Regions from separate parts of the Oryctolagus cuniculus genome. Here region 2 is linked to region 1. Evidence: chromatin contacts called from public Micro-C data. All regions are on one chromosome and are shown on one strand. Each heading gives the region's core, a stretch centred on a gene start, on an enhancer-like site or on the middle of the called end of the contact. The rest is flanking DNA. Distances are from core to core; before and after follow the strand shown. Region 1 holds the start of PCNP (PEST proteolytic signal containing nuclear protein). Region 2 holds the start of NXPE3 (neurexophilin and PC-esterase domain family member 3).

Evidence for each region. Hi-C and Micro-C count contacts between places; a contact is called where the count stands out from the background.
Region 2: a Micro-C map of ear pinna shows a contact between it and region 1, with 8 times the contacts expected there. The contact joins the promoter of NXPE3 here to the promoter of PCNP in region 1. A contact is called at or near these places in 3 of 6 Hi-C or Micro-C datasets (ear pinna, psoas muscle and an unstated tissue).

The regions. Positions count from the first base shown.
Region 1 is chr4:56,259,024-56,265,875 of mOryCun1.1, reverse strand. PCNP (PEST proteolytic signal containing nuclear protein) reads right to left here and starts at 4,172. Exons shown (of 5, transcript XM_002716731.5): 1 at 4,042-4,172. The coding sequence starts at 4,105. It overlaps LOC138849267 (a long non-coding RNA gene), which reads left to right and starts at 4,132. Exons shown (of 2, transcript XR_011387829.1): 1 at 4,132-4,296; 2 at 4,711-4,810.
Region 2 is chr4:56,410,140-56,416,991 of mOryCun1.1, reverse strand. It overlaps NXPE3 (neurexophilin and PC-esterase domain family member 3), which reads right to left and starts at 2,677. Exons shown (of 8, transcript XM_008267010.4): 1 at 2,404-2,677; 2 at 1,027-1,129. LOC108178010 (a long non-coding RNA gene) reads left to right here and starts at 1,975. Exons shown (of 3, transcript XR_007908922.2): 1 at 1,975-2,421.

The sequences.
Region 1 (6,852 bases), core at 2,923-5,422:
ACCGCGCTGATCCGATGGCAGGAGCCAGGAGCCAGGTGCTTTTCCTGGTCTCCCATGGGGTGCAGGGCCCAAGCACCTGGGCCATCCTCCACTGCACTCCCTGGCCACAGCAGAGGGCTGGCCTGGAAGAGGGGCAACCGGGACAGAATCCGGCGCCCCAACCGGGACTAGAACCCGGTGTGCCGGCGCCGCTAGGCGCCGGCCTTAATATGCACTCTTAACACTGATTTTGTTTAGACCAAAAAGTGGCATTTTAGCCTAGCAGTTAAGACACCCACTACTCAATTCAGAGTAGCTCAGTTTAATATCTGACTCCATCTCCTGCCTCCAACTAATGTAGACCGTGGGAGGCCGTAGAGACAGCTCAAGTAACTAGGTTCCTGTGACACTTGTAGATCTGGAATGGAATAAGTTCGTAGTTTCTGGCTTCAGACCTGGCCAATGCGAGCAACAGGGGGAGTGAACCAGTGGATGGGAGCTCGCTCTTTTTATCTCAAGTAAATAAATACATTAATATTTAAAATTCAATAAAGGAATTTTTTTATCCCCTTTGGACAAGGGGTGAAAGTTGTAATGATAATGTAAAGGAAGGAATTAGATTTTGGGATTTTCTCAGGAAGCAAAGATAGCACTATTTGAGGTGTCATTTGCTTACGTATGTATGAAGTTACAAAAGAACCTGAAGAATTTTTAAAGACTGCTATTTAACAGTTGTAAAACAGAACTCAATTCAATACAAATGGGATCTTACTCTCAAATAAAAATATTAATAACATTAAATATGACAATGGAATTCCTATGTGCTAATAAATGGAATATAATACTAATGCCATTATGCCACAATAATGAATTCCATGGAGACTGCTCCAGAAAAGAGTACAAAAAGGGACATGGGAGAACTCTTCTTCCACTCATTAAGTGGAAACTGCTCAATTTTATTCACATCTGTATTGTCTTCAGAAGAGGCAAAACTAGACCATCAATATGACAGGTCCACATTGAACATTAAAGATACTGTGTTTATTAAAAGTCACTTCTACACATAACTGATTCCAGATCCAGCAATTTCTAGACAAGTAAAAACTGATCTTGCCCACTCTAAGTGTTTTTGGTTTTTTAAAGCAACTGTAAAAACTATCAGTATGAGCGGATCAGATCTACTCTTCAGTGAAGAGGTGGGGACAGCAGGGAATGAAGGAAGGTGGGTGCATTATTGGCCCTCATTTCTTAGCTTTAAAAAGCTCAACGTGTCACATAAATTGAGATGCTATTTTCTCTTTACATAACCCTCTTAATAGTTATGTAGTAAATACACAAAGCATTTAGGGAAAAAGTAAATGGAATAAATAATGGAGATGGGAAACTATGACAAATCTATGACACTAAAAATGTGATATTACAGTTTTTATAATTCCATGTACATACATTATTTGAAAATTATAAACCACATCATGTACCACTTTAAACTTGGGGTTTTTAATCAAGGTCCTCTATAATGGGACATTTTATATTTGGGGACTGTAGGAAACAAAATTTTTGGTGACCATGAATTGTGACTGTGAAAATTTTTAGTAATGTAAACTATAAATAGCCAAAATAAAATCACATCACTTTACACATGAAGCAAATTATATCAAATTACTAGATTCTTAATGTGAAATAAAATTCACATGGTGCTACTGTTTTTCTTCTCCACTGAAAAGCTAGAAGAGTTTTGGAAGCTAGAAGGCTTTGGAGCACAAACAAAATTACCTCTTAAGAAAGTCTGAGTCCAAAAAGTGCCTCTCAAGGTCCATTTGCATTATGGTAGCTTCTTCATATGGAAAAAGGGCAAACAGCTATCTTTCAGGACTGCTGTGCAGTTTACATAAGAATGTAGTCAAGACCTCACTAGTGCCTGGCATAGTGTCAATTTCACTGAAGTAGTTCTTAGCACAACCTAATAAAGCTGGAGATGGTGGTGATTATGTATGAACAGCTTTTCTCTGAAATTTCTACAAATTTCAAAGAGCTACAAATTTTTAAATAAACTTAGAAAAAAAATCTACACAAAACCTTACTGTATTTTTGGAAACTGAAAGCAGGTAGTTCAAGTAATCAGCTTCTCTCAGAGATGTAAATTAATATCAACTATAAAAGTAACTTTCCCATAAAAAAATACTATGCTTTCAATTTAGTGGATTGTTCAATAGGTTTGTAAAAGCTCATTCTAGTCTGTAGTCAAATCCCAAAGACAAACCTAACATTTTTTTAAAAAATTGTGTCACAAAATTACCAACTTAACAATATTCACAGAATTACATGTTTTAATTGTGATTCCGAGGCACAATTTCATAAAAATACCTGACACCTAAAAATGGTTTATATGCAATAGTACTAGTTTCTTGTAAAGGAAATGACACAAACTAGGTAGAAGTTAAGGCGTGACATTTTCTTCTCCGTTATAAAAAAAATTTCCTGATAATTTATACTACCCTCTCCCTCCCCCAAGTGCTAAAATGGGAATATCAATATTCATCAAAGCTAATATCTCTCAACTGAAAGGGTGGCAGGTATATAGTGGATTTACGTTGTCACTTCGGGTACACTCCGGCAGCGCCTTAAACACACCTCTGCAACTCTACCAAGACAGGTAAAAAGCCAGCCTTAAAGTTTAAGACACAGGAGATTCTTCAGGCTACAGGTGTTATGTGGAGGACTGGCCAAAGACTTTACTACAGGGCACTTAGGTTTTCTTTAAACTAGTTGTAAATTCTTGTGTAATTTTACTCCACAATTTCCAAGAAAGTTTTTTTTTGGGGGGGGGGGAGGGGGAAGGATCCCTACCGAGGAAGCCCTACAACTGTTTTTTCATATGCTATTTTACTAGTTAAAAAAAAAAAAAGAGGATGAAGTCTCAGCTCAAACTAGTAGCACTCTACATGCTTCTTTTAAAAAAGGAAATTCTGAATTCAAAGCAACGGAACATTACACTTAATAGTTATGTTTGTTACCATAATTCACATTAAACATTGCTCTACTAGATGCCTGTATATGCTATTATCTCCTGTATTTTTTCATACTAAATACTCTCAGGGATAAGACTTGAGGGAGTGGGAATACAGAATAATATTTAAAACTTCTAAACAAGACAGTATGAGCGGATCGCACGTGTCTAGTCATTGCCTTCTTACGACAAAGCGGGGTGGGGGGACTGGAGAGATCACATCTTCTTTTCCTTAATGCAGAACACCCCAGTTTACGGGGCCGCAGTGGTTAGAATAAGGCAAGCCGTAACCTGATTAACATCGTAACAAAATACAAGAGTCACCCTTGCCTATTTAGCCTCCTAAATATCTGGCATGCGGGCAGCTGGCAGCAGCCTGAAAAGGCACGGTACTTCAGAAAAAGGCGGCCACCCTCCAGCTCGAGACCCCGGAGCTTAAACCAGGGGCAGGCAAAGGCACTCTCTCGCCCGGGCCCATCCCGCTATAGAGTCCGGGCTTCGCAGAACGCGGGGGGAAAGAGCAGGCCGGGGTTGTCCACCTCCTCAGCCAGAAAGCGCCGCAGACGTAATCGGCTCCAACGTGTAACCGAGAGGCCGACACAGTCGGAAAGTCGGCCTGCGGCCAGTTCCCGCGGTCGCGGCTCGGTGGCTCGCCTGGGAATGTGTGCGTTTCGTGTGATGAACGTCTCCTGTGTATTTTGTGTGATGTGCGTCCCCGGTATGGCGGTGAGCGGCCCCTGCACCGCCGATTCTGGTCCCACCCTAAGTTTTCGTTCTCCCTTACTGGCGCCCTTTTCCCTTCTCCCTCAGAGGCAGGGCCTCCGCTGGACCACACGGTGACCAAAGTGGCCCACTCTCCCCCGGCAAAGAGGCGCTGAAGGCCCCGATCCCAGTGGGCCTCACGGGCGTGCCCGGGGCTCGTCTGGGCCCAGCACCGGGCCGGGTGAATGCCTGATCCGCCCACTCTTGTCCCCACCCAACGCCCCCCACCCCGGGGAACTCAAAGAAAAGCCCAGAGCATCCCACGCAGCCCGCGACGCTGGGGTTGTGTTCACCTCCGGCGGCTCCAGCTCGCTGCGGCTTTTCGGGCTTCTCTTCTCCCGCCTTCCCGTCCGCCATTTTCCCCGCCGCGGCCTCCCCTGCAGCCACGCCAAGGACGTCACGGCCCCGCCCAACAACCACTGAGCTGTGGGGCCGGCCGGCGAGATGGCAGCCTAGAGTGGCCCCGGAGAGTGAAAAGCGGCCTCTTCGCGAACGGAAGTGGACGTGACGTCGTCGATTAGCCGCCCCTGAACGGGGAGGGGGGGAAGGTGGGTGGTCTTTCTGGAGGACTGGTTGCAGATTTCGCTGCTGGACTCTTAGGTTTTCATGCTCCAGGGCCAGAGCCAGGAAGGTCGGGGCAGGTGTAAGCGTCTCAGGAAGGGTTGGTGGAATCTTGGAAGGTGTTTGCAAACTCGGACGTGGTTGCGGTTAAACCTAGCCGGGTCTTTTCACTGTTGGCTGCATCACGTGGATCCGCCTACTCTGCGTTCCCTACTTAACGGGGGAATGAACTTTTATCGAGCGCCCTCAAGTGTTAAGACACTTTTCCTACACTATGGTTTAATCCCCCGCAATAGTTCAATGCAGAATTTACCTTTGTTTTAAGTATCCATGAGTTAGGAATCAGAGAAAGAAATAGTCCAAGGTGACGAAGCGAAATGGTAACACCCCCTGTTCCGCAGGTCGCAGTCTTTCAAGTTGACAAGCTTTTTCCTTGCTGAGGAACTTCTGGTGGATTCCCAGGGTCTGCAGAATAAAGTCCGTGTGTTGTATTACGACCCAGCCTACCTTTGCGGTCTCATCTTCCTTTTTCTATATATTTATCCCCCCGTTCTAGCCAAACGGAGTCGATTACTTGCCTCGCTAGGAAGCTGGACTTTATGGATTTGTTTTCTAATGTACAGTCAACATTAGACATCAGTCGTAAGAATCACTAGTTAGGTTTGAATCCCTGACTTGCCTTTTCCTTATCGAGTACCTTGAGAGTGGCTTACTGTCTGTACACCTACCTTTGCTGTATAGACTAGAAATAGTAACACCCCCTCAAAGCTGATCATGGGGATCAAATAAGGTATAGAATTTCTGTATAACATTCTTTTATTTACTTTTTTATTCCCACAGTGTGTGCTCTGGGTTGAAGTCTGTGGTCCGTTATTTTCATCATATGATGTATGCAAAAGTGACCAGGAAACTCTTAGAGCAGGCACTTAATTATTGTTTGTTCCAGTTTTCCTATATGTGATCTTCGCAAGGTAATCATTAGACTATCTTTTTTAAAAAAAGATTTATTTAGTAGAGACTATCATTTTTAAGTAGAGACATGAACAGGACATTTTTAGGTAAAATTATGTATGTACTTATTTATAGATGCTTGTATTTTTAAGTGACAAAAATAGATCTCAGAGTGATCACATCTTAGGAGCAGATCAGTTCCCACAGACCACACTGCAGAAGTTAATGATGGAAAACAGTAATCCACTCACCTGTCAGTTCCATAAGGTTACACTGTGACTTGTTTTGGTCACCACCATTTCCTCAGGTCCTAGATTACACCAATCTCAATATATATTCATTGGAAAAGTGAGTGCAAGTTGCTGTAACCCCCTCCAGATGGACTGGGGACTGAAGAGGCCATGTAGTACAAGGCAGAGAGAAGCAGTTCTGGATTACACAAAAGTGGATTTAATTTCTGACTGCCATTTGCTAATTCTTTGAGTTTGTACTGATAAACAATACTACTGAGTATGTGTTAACTTATATACAAGTAGAATACGAACAGGGCTGCTACCTAGAGCATTAGGACAGATTATTATCTCTTAGATAAAATATACTGCCTGGCCATGGTGGGGTCTTGCTTAATGGTAGCTATTGGGATGGGTGTGTGGTGCAGCAGTTAATATTCAGCAGCTCCATATTCAAGTAACTGGTTTTGAGTCTCAGCTACTCCTTTTTTTTTTTTTTTTTTTTTTTTTTTTTTAAGAAGTGGAACAGCTAGGACTTGAACATGTGCCCATATGGGATGTGGGCACTGCAGACAGCAGTCCCTTCCACTATGCCACAGTGCTAGGCCTGATCAGCTACTTCACTTTCAATCCCACTTCCTGCTAATGTGCATTCTGAAAGGCAGATGTTGGCTCAAGTAATTGAATCCCTGCCATTCAAGTGGGAGACTCAGCTTGAGTTCTGTGCTCTTGGCTTCAGTCTGGCCTATCCCTGGCTGTTGCAGGCATTTGGGGAGTGAACTAGTGGATGAGAGCTCTCTCTCCATCTGTCTTTCAAATAAAGAATTTAAGGTAGCTAGTATTTATACTTCTATTCAAATTATGGTTTAAAAGCTGGAATTGGGAACAGAGCCAGGACTTGAACCTAGGCATTCTGATATGGGATACAGGCATCCTAAGGGCATCTTAGGCCAAAAGACTGCCCCAGACCCTAGAAATTTTAGAAGTTCATATTTGTATCACTTTATACCCTATAATCATATATAACTATAAATTATCAATTTACAATGTAAGTAGTACATATGTGGATTGTGTTCATTTTTTACTGGACCACAGTGGTGTAGAGGAAATGCACAGTGTGTTCTGAATATCTGCTTAAAGGATATCGCTTAGATATTAAGTTAAACTGGATAACAATTGTAGGGCAAATAAAGGCTGTTAAAATTATTTTTAGTTGGGGCCAGCATTGTGGTATAGTGGTAAAGCCAATGCCTGTGACACCAGCACCCCTTATAGGTGCCAATTGAGTCCTTGCTGCTCCACTTTGGATCCAGCTTCCTGCTTATGGTCTGGGAAGAGAGGTGGAAAATAGCCCAAGTCTTG
Region 2 (6,852 bases), core at 1,428-3,927, 150 kb before region 1:
GTCTTCCTTTTGCTATTGGTTCACCCTCCAATGGCTGCCGCGGCCGACACACTGCGGCTGGCGCATCACGCTGATCCAAAGCCAGGAGCCAGATGCTTCTCCTGGTCTCCCATGCGGGTGCAGGGCCCAAGGACCTGGGCCATCCTCCACTGCACTCCCGGGCCACAGCAGGGAGCTGGACTGGAAGAGGAGCAACCGGGACAGAATCCGGTGCTCCGACCGGGACTAGAACCTGGGATGCCGGAGCCGCAGGTGGAGGATTAGCCTAGTGAGCCGCGGCGCCGGCCACTTAATTTCTCATATGCAAAGGACAAGCAAAAAAGAAGATGCATGGATCTGACTTGCAGGTGACTTGTTGGGACTATTTCTGTCAAATTTTGATTGACTACTTCCCAGTCCAGGGCATGTACTAACCAATCTAACTCCTTAATGTCCTGTGGCAACAATCCTAGACTCTCCTTAGGTATCTGACTTCCTATTCCTATTGCACAAGAGAATCACAGAGTGATTGCTTACATAACTTGGAATTACAATTGTCAATAACACAAATTAAATGCTTGAGTTCAGGCACTAAACAAAGAAAATTAAACAGCAACCCCAACCTCTGGGAAGTTAATGTTCTCAGGCAACTATTTACAAAGACAATATATCAGAGGACAGTCCACATCCTAAATTTACACTCTTGACCTGTTATCCACATAAATGCAAGTGTACTAGTCAGAGAAAGGACCTGGAATTTTAATTCAGAAAATGAGGTCCCCTATATCAAAGAAAAAAGGACAGATTTACAGAGAATATACATATCTCAATTTTTCCAAAAGGCAATTGTGTTCCATAGAGTGCCAAGTAAGGCTCGGAAACTTAACAGGACAGGATAGACAGAAGGAAGCACTGAAGACCCATGCAAGACTAAGACAGTAACGGGTAACCCCTGAACAAGGATGAAGCACAGTGACCCACAGTGCTCCTGGGATTCCACTCCCTTTTCACGTGCTCCTACCTCAGGAGCCCAAAGTGCTGACTCACCTGGACCTTCTCCTGACCTTCTTCCAAAGCAGGGTCCCATGGAGATGATACCGCAGATAGAGCAGTATTCAAATGAGTTAAATAAACCACAAAGTCCTAAGTGCTGTCCGGAAATTAAATAAATAAATAAGGCATACTGACAGGTCATGGTCGTTAACCCTGTACAAATATTAATAATCATCTGGAAACTTTTCAAAATACCAGTGCCTAGGCCTCACCCACCCAATTAAATTAGAATCTGTAGGAGTAGGCCTCAAAAAACAACTTCTGTAAAAGGTCCCTGAGCAGCCAAGTAGGATAAACATCAGTGGATAAGCGGTAACATTTCTGAAAAGACGTCTCAATAGTCCCCGAGATCAACCCAAATCGCAGAGCAACGGGGGCAGCCAACTTCACTTCACTTCCTTTCTCAGGAGCCCCACAGGGACTGTGAGGATGACAGAAACAGAAAGAAGATACTGAACACAAAGGGAAGCAGAACCCAAACACTGTGGAGGCATAGTATGCCACTGCAAGCAACCAGAGAGGGTCTGGGAGTCCCGCCAGCTTCCAATCCACCCTGATGTTCTGAACGATAACTGACCACAGTGGGGGGAGTGTGATTCTCTTCTTTAGGAAATGTGGCAACAGCCTCCTTTAGAATAATTTTAAAAAAAAAGCAAAAAAAAAATTAAAAACCATCTCTTCTTTCTCTCTCTCCACACACACACACACACACACACACACACACACACAGTATAAATCTTGCCTAAGAATCCCTCCTGGCATCACCCTAATGGCCTCTAAGGCTGAGATGGGTGACAGAGCAGGGTCTCCACATCACATCTTGTAAAGTCACACTTTTCTTCCCCATACGACCTGCATCTGATGTCCCCAAACGGCAGGTCATTAAGGCCACAGCAGTCCAACTCGCGATAGTACCACCAGCCAAGAGGCAGCTGATGGCCTGGGCAGAGATGAGAAGGGACGGGGACTAACGGGGCGGCGTGGCCAAGCGGCCGGCTGCGGGTTAGCGAGGGTCCGGGGCCGCCGCGCTGCGGCGTTGCGAAAACTGCGCGTCGTGATGCTCGCGCCCCGCCCCACTCCCTCCCGGCCTGGATCCGCCTCGGCTCTTGCTCCTCAGGTCCAAGGCTGCGGCAGCCTGGGGCTCCAACTGTGCGTCCGCCTTGGGCCACAGCCTCCCCTCCCAGGCCCGGGGCTCCCAGCCGTGACCCTCGGGGCCGCGGGGAGGGAGTCCCAGAGGGGACTCGGGACCCGGCGCGCGCGGAGGGAGAGGCTTTGCAGCCGAGTGGAGCGCACGAGGAGGTGAGCGGTGGGGGTCCCTGCACTGGCAGGGTCCGGCCCGGAGCCCGCACAATCCCGCATCGCCGCACTCACCTCGGAGTCCAGCCGCTGGTGAGTCAAGCTCCCCCGGCAGGGTACACTGACGCCCCAACTCGTCGCCAGGCCTCTCGCTCCAAGCTTCCTGACCCCGCTACGTCTACTTACCCCCGACCCTCAGCTCCGATTGGGCAAGCTCTGGGAGGGGCGGGGCGAGGATGTCGATTGACAGTTGAGGGGCCCAGAGGCGAGGACCCGCTGCTAGCGCTCTCCCAGCTCCTGACTGCCGGGCTGCTAGGCGGCAGGTGATCCCGAGGCACTTCGCTTTTCCTCTGCACGCAACTGCTTGTGACCTTTAGATGTCAGGGTTTCGCTGCCAGCATCCGGCTCAAGGCTTTTTCTCTGGTCTGCCAAAGTGTTCACAACCCGAGATAGCCCTACTTGGGCAGTCTTTCTCGTGCAGTGATAAAGTTCATTGTTCCCTATATCCGAGAAACCCTATTTGCCAGGCACGAGCACAGAAGATGACCGGCCTTTGAATCTCTCCTTGCTCTGAAATTAATCTATTTCTTCCATTTGTCTCGAAACAGCGCATTCTTTTTACTCTTACTGTACATGACGTGGATCTCCTGGCAAAAGTACCAGAATACTCTTTTCCCCCAATTTTGGGTCACGCTATTTTGGACGTTCTTCTCAGTGGTAAAAGTTAGTCACAGTTATATGAAATTGAAGAATAAGACTCGTTTTCAGGAGACAGCCAGAACCTTGCTCAGGAAGCAGGAAAGGATTGCTGTCCCCCCCTCTGCGTGCCCCAAACACAGTGGGGCTAGCCGAATTTATATAAGCAAAATCCTGGCCCCTAGACTATTATCCCAAGGTTGAGGAAGAAGAATTAATATAAATTATAACTGACATGAATTATTTTTATATTTGTTGACCACAATGGACTCTGTGTGCTCATTCTGATAGTTTCACCACAGACCTACATGCATGGGTAACCAGACCCAGGAACGGAATAAAGTTCTGCCATTGGTTAGTCACTTCTGGGTAGTCACTTCATTCTCCTTCTGCCTGGAGGACATTCAATCTTCCAGGGCCTTTCGTGGTCATAAAAGGTGGCTTCCAGGCCTGTATGCCTAGCCAAAAAGAGCCCCACATGCAAGATTCCTGCTTAGGTTAAACCATATCTCCCATGATGGATGCCCAAGCACCCAGGCACCCACCCTTCATAGTTTGGCTATCAGGTGGTGAATATTTAGACAGAAGATGATGGTCTCTAGGTCATAGCTTTTTTTCCTCATTAACCTCATTTACTCCCAAGCACTCATAATCCTGAGGCTTTTGAATGGTCTTACATATATTTTACAGCCAAAGCCACAAACAAGAGCAGTACAGGCCTCAAAGACCCCTTTATCATTACCAGATTCTTTTAAAAAAAAAAAAGATGTATTTATTAATTTGGAAGTCAGAGTTACAGAAAGAGAGATGGATTATCGCTTCTCAGCCTTTTAGCTAAGATCAAGTGTGGAGAGAGAGGGATCATCCATCTGCTAGTTCACTCCCCAAATGGTCAAAACAGCAGGGCTGGGCCAGAACAAAGCCAGGAGCCAGGAGCTTCATCCAAGTCTTCCACCTGAGTGCAGGGGCCCAAATACTTGGGCCATCTTCTGCTTTCCCAGGAGCATTACCAGGGAGCTAGAGTGGGAGTGCAGCACCCAGGACTCTGACGCTCACATGGGATGCTGGTGTCTCAGGCGGTAGCTACACCACAACACTGGCCCCATCATTATCAGATTATTAGATTTCTCACTGCTAAGTCACCATACACCCAACTCAGAACATTCAACACAGGATATGTTTATGCAAAGAATATGTGCTTTGGATCCTAGCCTGCCTGAGCTGGACCACGGCTTTGTTTGTTAACATCATGGGCAAATTACAATACATCTCTGAACTTGTTTTTTTTTTTTTTTTGGTCTAATGAAAATTAAGGAAAACATCACCTGTACTTAGAAATAAATGAGAAAACAAATCAAAAATATCTAGTCCAGTGTCCCAGATCTCCTCCTCTTGAATTTCCTATCTCAGGTAATGGCATAGCTAAAGAATTTCTGAATGTTCCATTTATGATAATCTTACTCTAGGAGAAAAACTGGCAACATAAGTTTATATGTTATGATATGAAACCAAAGTAACTGGTCATTTCTGCCATGTCTACAAAAATGGTTTAGATGCTGTTGTTACTGAACTTTGTGATGGGGGGCCGGCGCCGAGGCTCACTTGGTTAATCCTCCGCCTGCGGTGCCGGCATCTCACCTCTGCTGTGGCCCGGGAGGGCAGTGGAGGATGGCCCAAGTGCTTGGGCCCCTGCACCTGCACTGAAAACCAGGAAGAAGCTCCTGACTCCCGGCTTCAGATCGGCCCAGCGCCAGCTGTGGCGGCCATTTGGGGGTTGAACCAACAGATGGAAGACCTTTCTCTCTCTCTCTCTCTCTCTCACTGCCTGACTCTGTCAAATAAAAAACAAAACAAAAACAGAAACTAAACTTTGTGATGGAGCAAGGACATGAGCTTTAGAGACATTTTAGCTCCTTGCCTGAAAGCAGATCCAGTCCCCCGACAGAATTCCTAGCCCCTGCATTCTTTGTCAACCAACTCAGTCCAACCTCTGCATTCTTCCTCAACTAGCAGTCCACAGAGAGGACGGTGGGTCGAGATTAAAAGCCTGCAAAAAGCCTGTACAAACCAGCTCAGCTCTGCCGACTGTACTCCCCTCCAGATCCTCAGCTACCCCAAACGATGTAAGTCCCAATCTGCAGGAGGACCAGGCTTTCTTTTTTTCTTTTTCTTTCTTTCTTTTTTTTTTTTTTTTTTTTGACAGGCAGAGTGGACAGTGAGAGAGAGAGACAGACAGAAAGGTTTTCCTTTTCCATTGGTTCACCCCCCAATGGCCGCCACAGCCGGCACACCACGCTGATCCGAAGCCAGGAGCCAGGTGCCTCTCCTGGTCTCCCATGCAGGTGCAGGGCCCAGGGACTTGGGCCATCCTCCACTGCCCTCCCGGGCCACAGCAGAGAGCTGGACTGGAAGAGGAGCAACCAGGACAGAATCCAGCGCCCCAATGGGGACTAGAACCTGGTGTGCTGGCACTGCAGGCGGAGGATTAGCCTAGTGAGCCGTGGCACTGGCCAGGAGGACCAGGCTTTCTACCATGTGCTTGCCCTGTGTGCATGCTGGTAGTTAGCCACCTGTCTGGGTTTATTCCCTTGAATAAATTTATTTGGGCTGTGAGTTTGTATCTTGTCTCCTCTTTGTCCTCCTTACGTTTTGGTGGCCCATACGGGGAGGGGTGTGAGAGATCAGCCCCTCGCCCACTGTGGTTCCTTGGAAGCTCATATACTTGCAGGCAGTCATCAGGAAACCTGCTCTCAGAGCTTGCATCACTCCATCCACCTGGTCAAGGATTTATATCGACCTGCCAGATACTCAGAGCTCTGATACCCTCTGGTATCAATGATACCTTCCCCTTCTCCAAACTTTCTTCTCCTTTCTGCAGCAAACTGGGGGTGAGGACCTCAAGGTAACTGTTGAGTGTCTGGTCCTTGAGGACCCCTTCATCTCCAGGGGAACCCCCTGACCATGCTGTTCCACACACAGTCGAATTCCTGTCCAGCTGCTACTTGCTCTTTCTTATTTCATTTTCCTCTCAGGAATGAGGCTGTGTATGTATGTGACTGGGAATGACCGGGTGGAAGACTGACAGTCTTCAGCCAGGGCCACTCTGATGGGACACAAAATTTCCCAGGGAAAGACCAGATGCAGACTCCCTGTTAGGGTACCCAAGAACTTACTTCCCGCTTTACTGTCATTTCTGACCAAGTGCCTCTCCTTGATGGAGGGAGGGTGAAACTCTCAGGTTAGCCTTGAAGTTTCCTCCTTGGAGTGATTTGAGCAAATTGGAGACACCTTTCCAGACACCCCAGATGAGCTGGTCTCTTACCCCCTGACTCCCCACTTAACACCTTCTCTTCTCCCTGTGAATTCAGTCAAAAATCTTTTGTTGGATCTCGCCTCTGCATGCAACACTGGACCTGAATCTCAACCCAACAGATTTGGTAAGAAATTGACCCTAGTCTCCCCAGGCACCAGGGCAGACCTCGTCTCATTGGCCAGTACCCTTTTCTTTGCAGGGATTTTAGGGTACACACTCAGTTCCACTAGGAATGTTCCCTTATGTCCTAGTTTAGAGGTGCCTATCTAAGCTAAGGGAAATCTCATAACTCAGTTGTGAGTGGCTCAGCTGTGGGAGGCTTCTCAAAAGATGCTTTATTGTAAGTCGAGTCCTCAGCTCTCGGTTTCATTGTATTTAAGTCCGTGGGTTAGCAAATTTCTCCCATGGGACGCATGACTGTCCCGGGTCTGTCTGTTGAACTTGTGTGTGCTGGACAGATGAGACCAAAACAATTAATTTATCTCTATACCAAAGCCTGGCTTCAATGTAAACTG